2 separate regions of the Dromaius novaehollandiae genome follow, and region 1 is linked to region 2. Evidence: chromatin contacts called from public Hi-C data. All regions are on one chromosome and are shown on one strand. The core of a region is the stretch at or near the end of the contact, and the rest is flanking DNA. Distances in the headings are between cores, read along the strand shown.

The links. Hi-C and Micro-C count contacts between places; a contact is called where the count stands out from the background.
Region 1: a Hi-C map of brain shows a contact between it and region 2, with 2.6 times the contacts expected there. The contact joins two enhancer-like sites. A contact is called at or near these places in 2 of 4 Hi-C or Micro-C datasets (brain and liver).

What each region holds. Positions count from the first base shown.
Region 1 is chr2:161,670,122-161,673,875 of bDroNov1.hap1, forward strand. No RefSeq gene overlaps it. Among named protein-coding and RNA genes, the nearest start is that of ST3GAL1, 89 kb to the left of the region's middle. Within about 2 kb of position 1,395, at least 1 of the 2 cell types and tissues checked has open chromatin away from gene starts, as enhancers often do.
Region 2 is chr2:161,511,756-161,515,757 of bDroNov1.hap1, forward strand. It overlaps ST3GAL1 (ST3 beta-galactoside alpha-2,3-sialyltransferase 1), which reads right to left. Exons shown (of 7, transcript XM_064507892.1): 5 at 1,526-1,571. Among named protein-coding and RNA genes, the nearest start is that of ST3GAL1, 69 kb to the right of the region's middle. Within about 2 kb of position 2,061, at least 1 of the 2 cell types and tissues checked has open chromatin away from gene starts, as enhancers often do.

The DNA of each region.
Region 1 (3,754 bases), core at 145-2,644, 160 kb after region 2:
TGGGACTCATCTGATATAACCAATAAGAAGCACATACAATATTATTTTAAGAGTCACGCTTGAGAGATTCAAAACCATGCAACATACTTAGCCACACACCAGTACTGCTGGCAGATATGTAACTAAACCCTAGGCATTGCTTTGAAAAAAAACCTCAACCATCTACATAACATTTTTATTTTTCTGGAACATGTTTGGCTGAATTCAAAGGGTGCTAGAAAGTTTTGATGGCTACACTGAGCACTGGAGGGTCTAAGCATCCTTAAAAAAGTAGGCATGTTGATACAAGTTTTAGACAGTTTGGGAAAGAAATACCCTGAATATAGTTTGTCTCATAAGAAAAGGGGCGAGGGCATCTGTGTGTGGATTTGTGCATGTCTAAAGCTTACTCAAGAGGAATATATTTTTGCTTATATATATATTTAAATATATATTTATCAGGAATTTAAAGAAAATGCAAGGAGACATCCTAGCTTTCCACATTACTCTACAGTGTATCTATGGCATAGTGGGATCACAGCAGTGAATGCTGCAGACCAAAGCAGGGCTGAATGAAACTGAAGACCCAGAGCCATAAGTGAGCTGCTTGGGTGAACCCTTCCAATCCTGGTTAATCCCTATGATTTCCTTGGGACAACAGGTAGCTCACGGGGTGACTATGGGCAGAGTCCCAGACAGGAAAGGAAAGCCAGATGCAGAGAAAAGGGGAAATTAAGGAAAGCGATAGCTTTCCTTCAGTAGCCATGTATAATATGCACATATATAAGCTATAATAATACATAGCAACACGTGTAAAAAGCTGCAGCCAGACTCTCCCTGACTCGGGGAGGTTTGCTGAGGGTGATTAGCCAGGCTCGCTCCAGGACAGCGGTGGTGGCCCACCACAAATGGAAGGAAACATTTCTATGGTTATTATTCCTGCAAGGACGGCAGGATCTTTCGCCCTGCATTCCTTCGCTTCTGTGGCTTTTTCTTCACTAGACTTCTAATAATACAGCAGGATCACTTTTTTTTTTCTTTTCCAGTTGGCTGGGTTGATTTCTCCAGCCACTCCTCGCTACCTAATAATGTGTGTAAAAGGCAATATTTACTTTTGCAACGCTACCTGCCCCGAGAGCAGGAAGGCATCCAGCGTAACAGCTGCGGCCACTAATTCACTGCAACTGCAGCCTGTCTTCTCAGCACCGGCTACATTTCTTTTCCATATGCTAACTCCCTTTTAGCTTAATTTTCCCATTACCCGGCAGTAACATTGAGTAACTGTGTTGGGCTGTATTCAAATGCAAATTAATATCCTCTTCTGCCCATTAGCTCGGCTGTTTCTTGTCTAGCCAAAGCGACTAGAAACAAGTGAGGAGCCTGGTTCAGCGGTCAGAGAGAGGGGCCCTGCCGGGGCTGGAGCTGCTGTTCATCCCCCGAGAGGAGACACAAAACAGCAGGCTGCGGAAAGGAGAGGTCCTCCACCGAGACATTTCCTGTCAAATAACCCCTGAACTCCAACCATTCAACATCTGCTCCTGCTCTCCCCAACGCCAGTGTTTGACATATATAATTCACACAATGCCTATACTGTGCTCCGGATCGGAGACACCCGGCGCATTGACATTGAGGAACGTTTGAGGAAGAGGACGGGAAGGGGAGCTGAGCGGAAGAGAGATATCACTGAGTAAACCATATGACTCAGATCTTAAAAATCGCTAATGAGCCAGGCGGCTAAACGAAAGATACCTTTGAGCCAAATATTCTGGTAAAAGCAAGTTCCCCAAAAGAGGAAGAAGAGGGAATATAGACTTGAATGCTGACGGATAACATGAGGGAAGGGGAGGGGAACGGAGAAGGGGGAGAGAAGGAAATAAATACAAGAAGAGCATATGATTTATCTCATTCCTTGGAAAAGGTGGGGTCTCTTCGTCCCCCATGGACACAGACATACTCTGTCCCACAGGACCGCTTGGGACTAGAAATACTAGCATCATTTTGGGAGGGAAAGAGTGGTGTCATTCCTCCACACCTCCACCCAGAAAAATAAGCTCCATCATTGTGAGTCACCACACCCGAAAGGGCTTATGCATTTCCTCATGCCAATGCAACTCTCTGAGCTCCACTTGAATCTGTTTTCTGCTCTGAGGCTTAGCCTGCAGTTTCCTGCTGGACTCACCTTTCCCTTCCCAGCACAGGCAAGGGGTGTGTGTGCAAACAGCACTATTCCTTGCTGAGCAGATGGCCTGTTCTGCAAAAGCATTTCAGACCAATTTTTTCTAATTTTGTATTTTTTCTTCCTGCTATAAAAAAAATATATAGTTTAAGTTGACTATTTCTCCTTTGAAAATCCTAAAAAGGAAGGGGCTGTGTGAACAGGAATATCATCCCTCACTATGAAGGCTTCACTGCATGATAAGAGACAAAGTCCGAGGGGGAATCTGTGATGCTTGATCCTGCGCTGAGACCAGCTCGAGCTCAGTTGCTGGAAGGTATGCTGGTGTGGACAGGGTGCATTGGCTAAAAATGGTTAAGCAGCACTCTGTGACTGCAGTTCTGACTGGAGGTGTTAGTTATAACACTCATTCAGCCAAGAGGCATTGAAGAGGGCATCTCGCCTCCCAAGGCGATTTCTGCAATACCTATCAGAAATCTCAGATTGTAAACACTTGCAATAAGTTATATGCAAAATGGATTTTAAGCCAAAATTAAATAGGTAGATTTTTGTACCTAACACCTGAATAAGTAAGAGATATTTGTAATCTATTTGCAAAGAAGAAAGGGAGGGGAGTCCTTGAATAAATTACTCACCATGAATAATTCATTCCTCCCTAGAAAAACCAAAACCTTAGAGTTCATGGTAGGCAAAAAGACAGTTTTTGAAATTTTTGGTTTCTGAGTTCAGAACATTGTTTATCTTCTAATACAAGATCAACTTACACATGAGAATCCTGCTCTTCTGGTACAAAATAATAAACATGTCAGCCCAGATAACTGCTGAAATTAAGCCATCTGCAAGGTGTTGCCATGGAAAGACCCTATTGCACAGGAGTTTTTGGCCATGGAGTCATTCTGGAGATCATACTTTTTGTGCAGGACCTCAGTTTTTAAGGTCCCCTTTGGACAGAGTAAACTCCATGCAGATCAGTGTTGTCGTTTCTTTAATCTTAGAAACAGAAAGAGCGAAGACAACTCTTTCCATGAGAATGGGTGATAGCAGGGAAGGAGAGGTTTTGTTACAAGGTGATGAAAATATGTTTTCTGGACAAAGATGTGAGCAGTTAATCCGACATGGAGTGAAAGAAATCAGACAAATGTTACATGAAACAGATCAGCTTTCATCTCTGACCTACCCACAAAGGACGAGCACAAACTAAAGGCAGGCAAAACAACCCTTGTCCAGCTGGCTTTTCTTATCTTTTAAGAGAGGCAGCAACAGGACTCCAAGCTTTGAAGTCAATCAAACGATGAGCCTGCTAAAACCGATTCGCACATGCCTGCATGCTGGGGCATCTATGAACAGATAGCTGGAAATGAAGCACTTGGGAATGGAAATGGTCGGGAAACTCTGAGGCTGCTGGGATCATGGAGAGACCTGTAGATCCCCTCTGTCCACTGCACAAAAGAGGGTGAGCAAAGCATAGGGATGGTATTTCATGCTGCTGAATGTGCATATTGTGTCGCTTTTGCTGCTCACATTTGCAGCATTCCCCATTCTGCAGCTCTCAAGGCCCTCAGCCCACCCCTGAGGTCCTGCGGGTCCAGAGCCTGGTCT
Region 2 (4,002 bases), core at 811-3,310:
TGGGGCGTTTTGCATTGCACAGCGTGGCAGAAAGTACAGGTGTACTGTCTCCCTTCTTGGAAAGCTGCTCCATACTGCCAGCCATACCTTAGGCTGGTGCTAGAGGCTAAACAGTGACACGAGTTTAACAGCGTGCTGGAGGGCATCTCACAGGGGTTTCACACAGGTTAATGTGTCCTTCACAACAGGTAGGGACCAGCCAAGTGATTATTTTACACCCCATAGAAGTCCACAGCTGAAGTGCGGGGATATAAAGTGATACTAGTTGAAAGATCTCATCTGAAGCTTTTGGCAAAGCCTGGCCTCCTGCATGATGGACTCATGCCTTAATCAGCAAATGCAGCTTGCAGGCATATATTTACAAATGGGCTCTATTTTTAGCAGTGAGGCTGCTACCTGACATTTGCTGAATGCACCACATCCATTTCTTCTGTAGGCGTCTACAGGGTGAAGCAGATGGGTCAGGAGAGACACAGGGAGCCTGTGCCAGCAACAGTGCCTTAGAGAAGGTGTGCACAGCAATGGAGCAGTGATGGCCCTTTCCTATGCAAGAAAGGCAGCTTGGCACAAAACTCTGTCCCTTTCTACCGGGCATCTGTGATCTTGATGCTCTGTGACTGCAGGAGCCGTGGAGACGTTGGGATCTTGCGTTTTTCCACACATGCGCTCTGTGAGACACAACAGGCCAGAGGCGTTTCTTTAGCCCTGAGGCAAGTGGCACAGCACAGGCTGTGTCCACATAGCTAAATTCTGTTCCTATCCGAAATGGGGGATACTCCCAGGCCTGTGCTATCTCCCAAACTGTGCTTGGGCATTGCCTGGGAGAGCATCAATGCTCTTGGGACAAAACCGTGCCAGGAACTGTGCTAACCATTAAACATGGCATGGATTTGGCTTCAGCCCACGCTCCAGGCTTGTTTAATTCGGTGCAGGCAGTTAGTACATGTGGGCTGTGGGCCTTCTCCAAGAGCTAGTGAAACCGTCACAAGCTCGCCACTGACTTGAAAATACACATCTTTTTATTTGTCTGGAGCTTGCTTAGCTCCTTACTGTAAGCAAGCAACCCAGGAGCAAGAAACATGCTTGGAGTTCAGACAGTCAAATTATTTTTAAAATATCTTCAAAAACTTACCACAGTTCAAAATATCATTACATCCCAGTGACTGCAACAAGTGGAAATAGAGCAACTGCTGCGGAGGGCGAGTGCTGCTAGCCAACGGAGCACCTTTCCTCTCCCTTAGCGGTACCAGAGGGAGCAACGCAACCTTCAACACCAGCCATCACACAACAGCATAATCACAGGAGCAGTCTCTTTCCAACCTCAGCTATTTAGTGGCCAAATTATGGCCTGAATGGCACACCAGGAAATAAACTTTCAGTTTAGCTAAGCCTTGTAAAGAATGTGTATTTTTGTTTGCCTTTTTTATGAATGTGAAAGACTTCCCTGGATTCTTGCAGTCTCCCAAAGAGGCAAAAGATCTACAGCTGGATCAGCAGAGCAAACTAACAGACCTGTGTTGCTCACCTTTTCTTTTTTGGCTTTGATTTTCCTTGGAACCGGAACATATGTGCTGATAAAAGAAAAAAAAAAAAAGACTTGGATTAGTAAAAGCGCAACATATTAATATTTTCAAGTATTTCCAAGAATATTTTTCATGTTGAGTAATATTTCCAAATGATTTGAAAGCACTACATCAAATAACTTGTTGTAAAATGAGGCTGCAATTAAATAATGAAGCAATAAAATGAACTGAGCTTTCATTGAGGCAAAGTTTATAGCGAGATGTTACATTTTTAAAAAATTTTAAAGGTAATTGTTGACAGTAGGACACCAGGACTTTAGCTGGCAATATACTATACAGTCAGTACTCCACAGAGCCCAAGACTCTAATTCTCAGACCATCACAGTTGCAGTAAGTCTACTACTTGCACTTAAAGACAGGAATGGCTTTCAGCTTAATTCCATGGCAGAAAAACCTTTTCCCACCAGAGGGAGACTTTTCCCCTTTCAATACTTGTGGCTGATGCACGATTTTCAGAGTAGGTGGTAGCAGAGCTCATGATTTCTGTGGACAGCACAACTCATGCATTCCCAGTCCATGGCCCTGCACCAGCAAGCCTTCCCCTCCCTCCAACCGCTGTGGGAAGCAGAAGGTTGCCAGCAGTTCCTACCAAGTTGTACCTTCTGACTGGGTCAAAATCACGAGTCACATCTTGAAAACAAAAAGGCTGTTCTTTGCCACGTCCCATGCACAATGCACGCTGGCATTGCATGGCTGATCACATGCGTGGCATGTGAAAACAGCCTTGAGTTCGCTTCATGTGCGAAAATACTGGGGACCTGGCCTCACTGCTGGAGCACATCCCCAGACATACCCTGCATGCTTTCTAGACGGACCCTTACTCCACATGGGCAACCACCAGAGCCTTCCACTAGTTCAGTCTAAACGTTTACGCTCAAATTTTGTTAATAAGAAGGATTCTACCGTTAAGTTTTAATACACTCCCAAAACAGTGGTGACCCAGCAGTGTCCTTGTTTCCTCTGGGCATCCCTGAAAAGTGCAATCCCTGCTCCAGGCTGGACGAGGAGGGAGAGGTGATGGGGGTTATGCAGCCCCGGGGATGTGACAAGGGACATGCACTAGGGTGGGCAGCGCTAATGGGAGAGGGGAACAAAAGGGGACCACCTAAAGACCTCTCTGTTTGCACGCAGCAAATCTGCCCTTGCACCTGCTTCCCATGCGTGACCTTGGGTAGCAAAGTTGGCAGAAGCAGACTTGGTGATCCCATACCCTTCTTGTGGTTATGAAGACAAAAGTGTTTTTTTGCTGGCAGAATCCCCTCGTCACCTTAAAAATAAACAGCTGGTCTTTTCTAAAAAGGTGATGTGGAGGAAACAAGGGGGCATATTTTACTGACAACTAGCCAGGTATAGTACAAAACCAGTAAGAATTAGATGCGATGTTCAAGACAGTATTTGCAGATAGCTCTAATTCAACAAAGACAGTACTGTGCTTTGGTCAGATGATGCATTAGCCATTTTAATCATGGGATATTTGTTTTTTTTCAGAAGCAGTACCCAAATCCTGCTGTCACTTAGCTGTAGAATTTCATACAACTGCATAAGAAGCACTGGCATGCTGCCTAAGACCAAATGGAGAGCTACCACATTACGATCACATAAAACCTGGGATGCATAGCAGCCAGGGAGTTAGCGACCTGGTAAGTACCATACTGGAGTGGCACACGGAGCGAAGCCTGCAATGAAGGTGGCTGCAGGTGAAAGTCATATCATCTGGGAAAAGTCTCAGATGAGTCACTTGGCAGGGCTCTAGTGAAGTCTGCGAACCTCACCAGCTGCTCTGCAGGGGACATCTACTGTACCCTTAAACAAGGACAAAGATGTGGAGCACTTTAAGGAAGACAGAAACTGCTCTTTGGCAAAACAAGTGAAGATACATGGGGCTATTTTCACCACAGTGCTTCCTAGCAGACTTGCAGAATCTCCCTGCCAAGGCAACGAGACACAATATACAACTGATAAGGGCCTGGAGGTTTTTGCTCCCAGGGTTTCCTTGGGTCTTTCCTGGGACAATGCTCAATCTTAGAGAGCTACATTGAAATGGGAGGTCCCATCAACCAAACGGGAGATGCCTCTGATGGATTTTAATTTTATTTGATCTCTTCTCTCCTTTACAAACGTATACAGCAATTTCCTTATATATTGTATCCGTCATTGTGTTTGCTTAATGCATGCTCACTGGTTTAGTCTATTAGTCTAAAATTATGTTAAATGCATTGTTATGTGTGCCTATGATTTTCCGGTTTTATTACTGCAACATGTGCCAGCTTATTAATTATGCAATTTCCCTGCTTTGAGTTCAGCAGAAATCTTAAAATACTGGTATTTATTCCAGTTAAATACTTATACAATAATTTATAACAGATACTCATCAAATCCATGTGATACCACCTAATTATAACTACATATCCTGTATCTT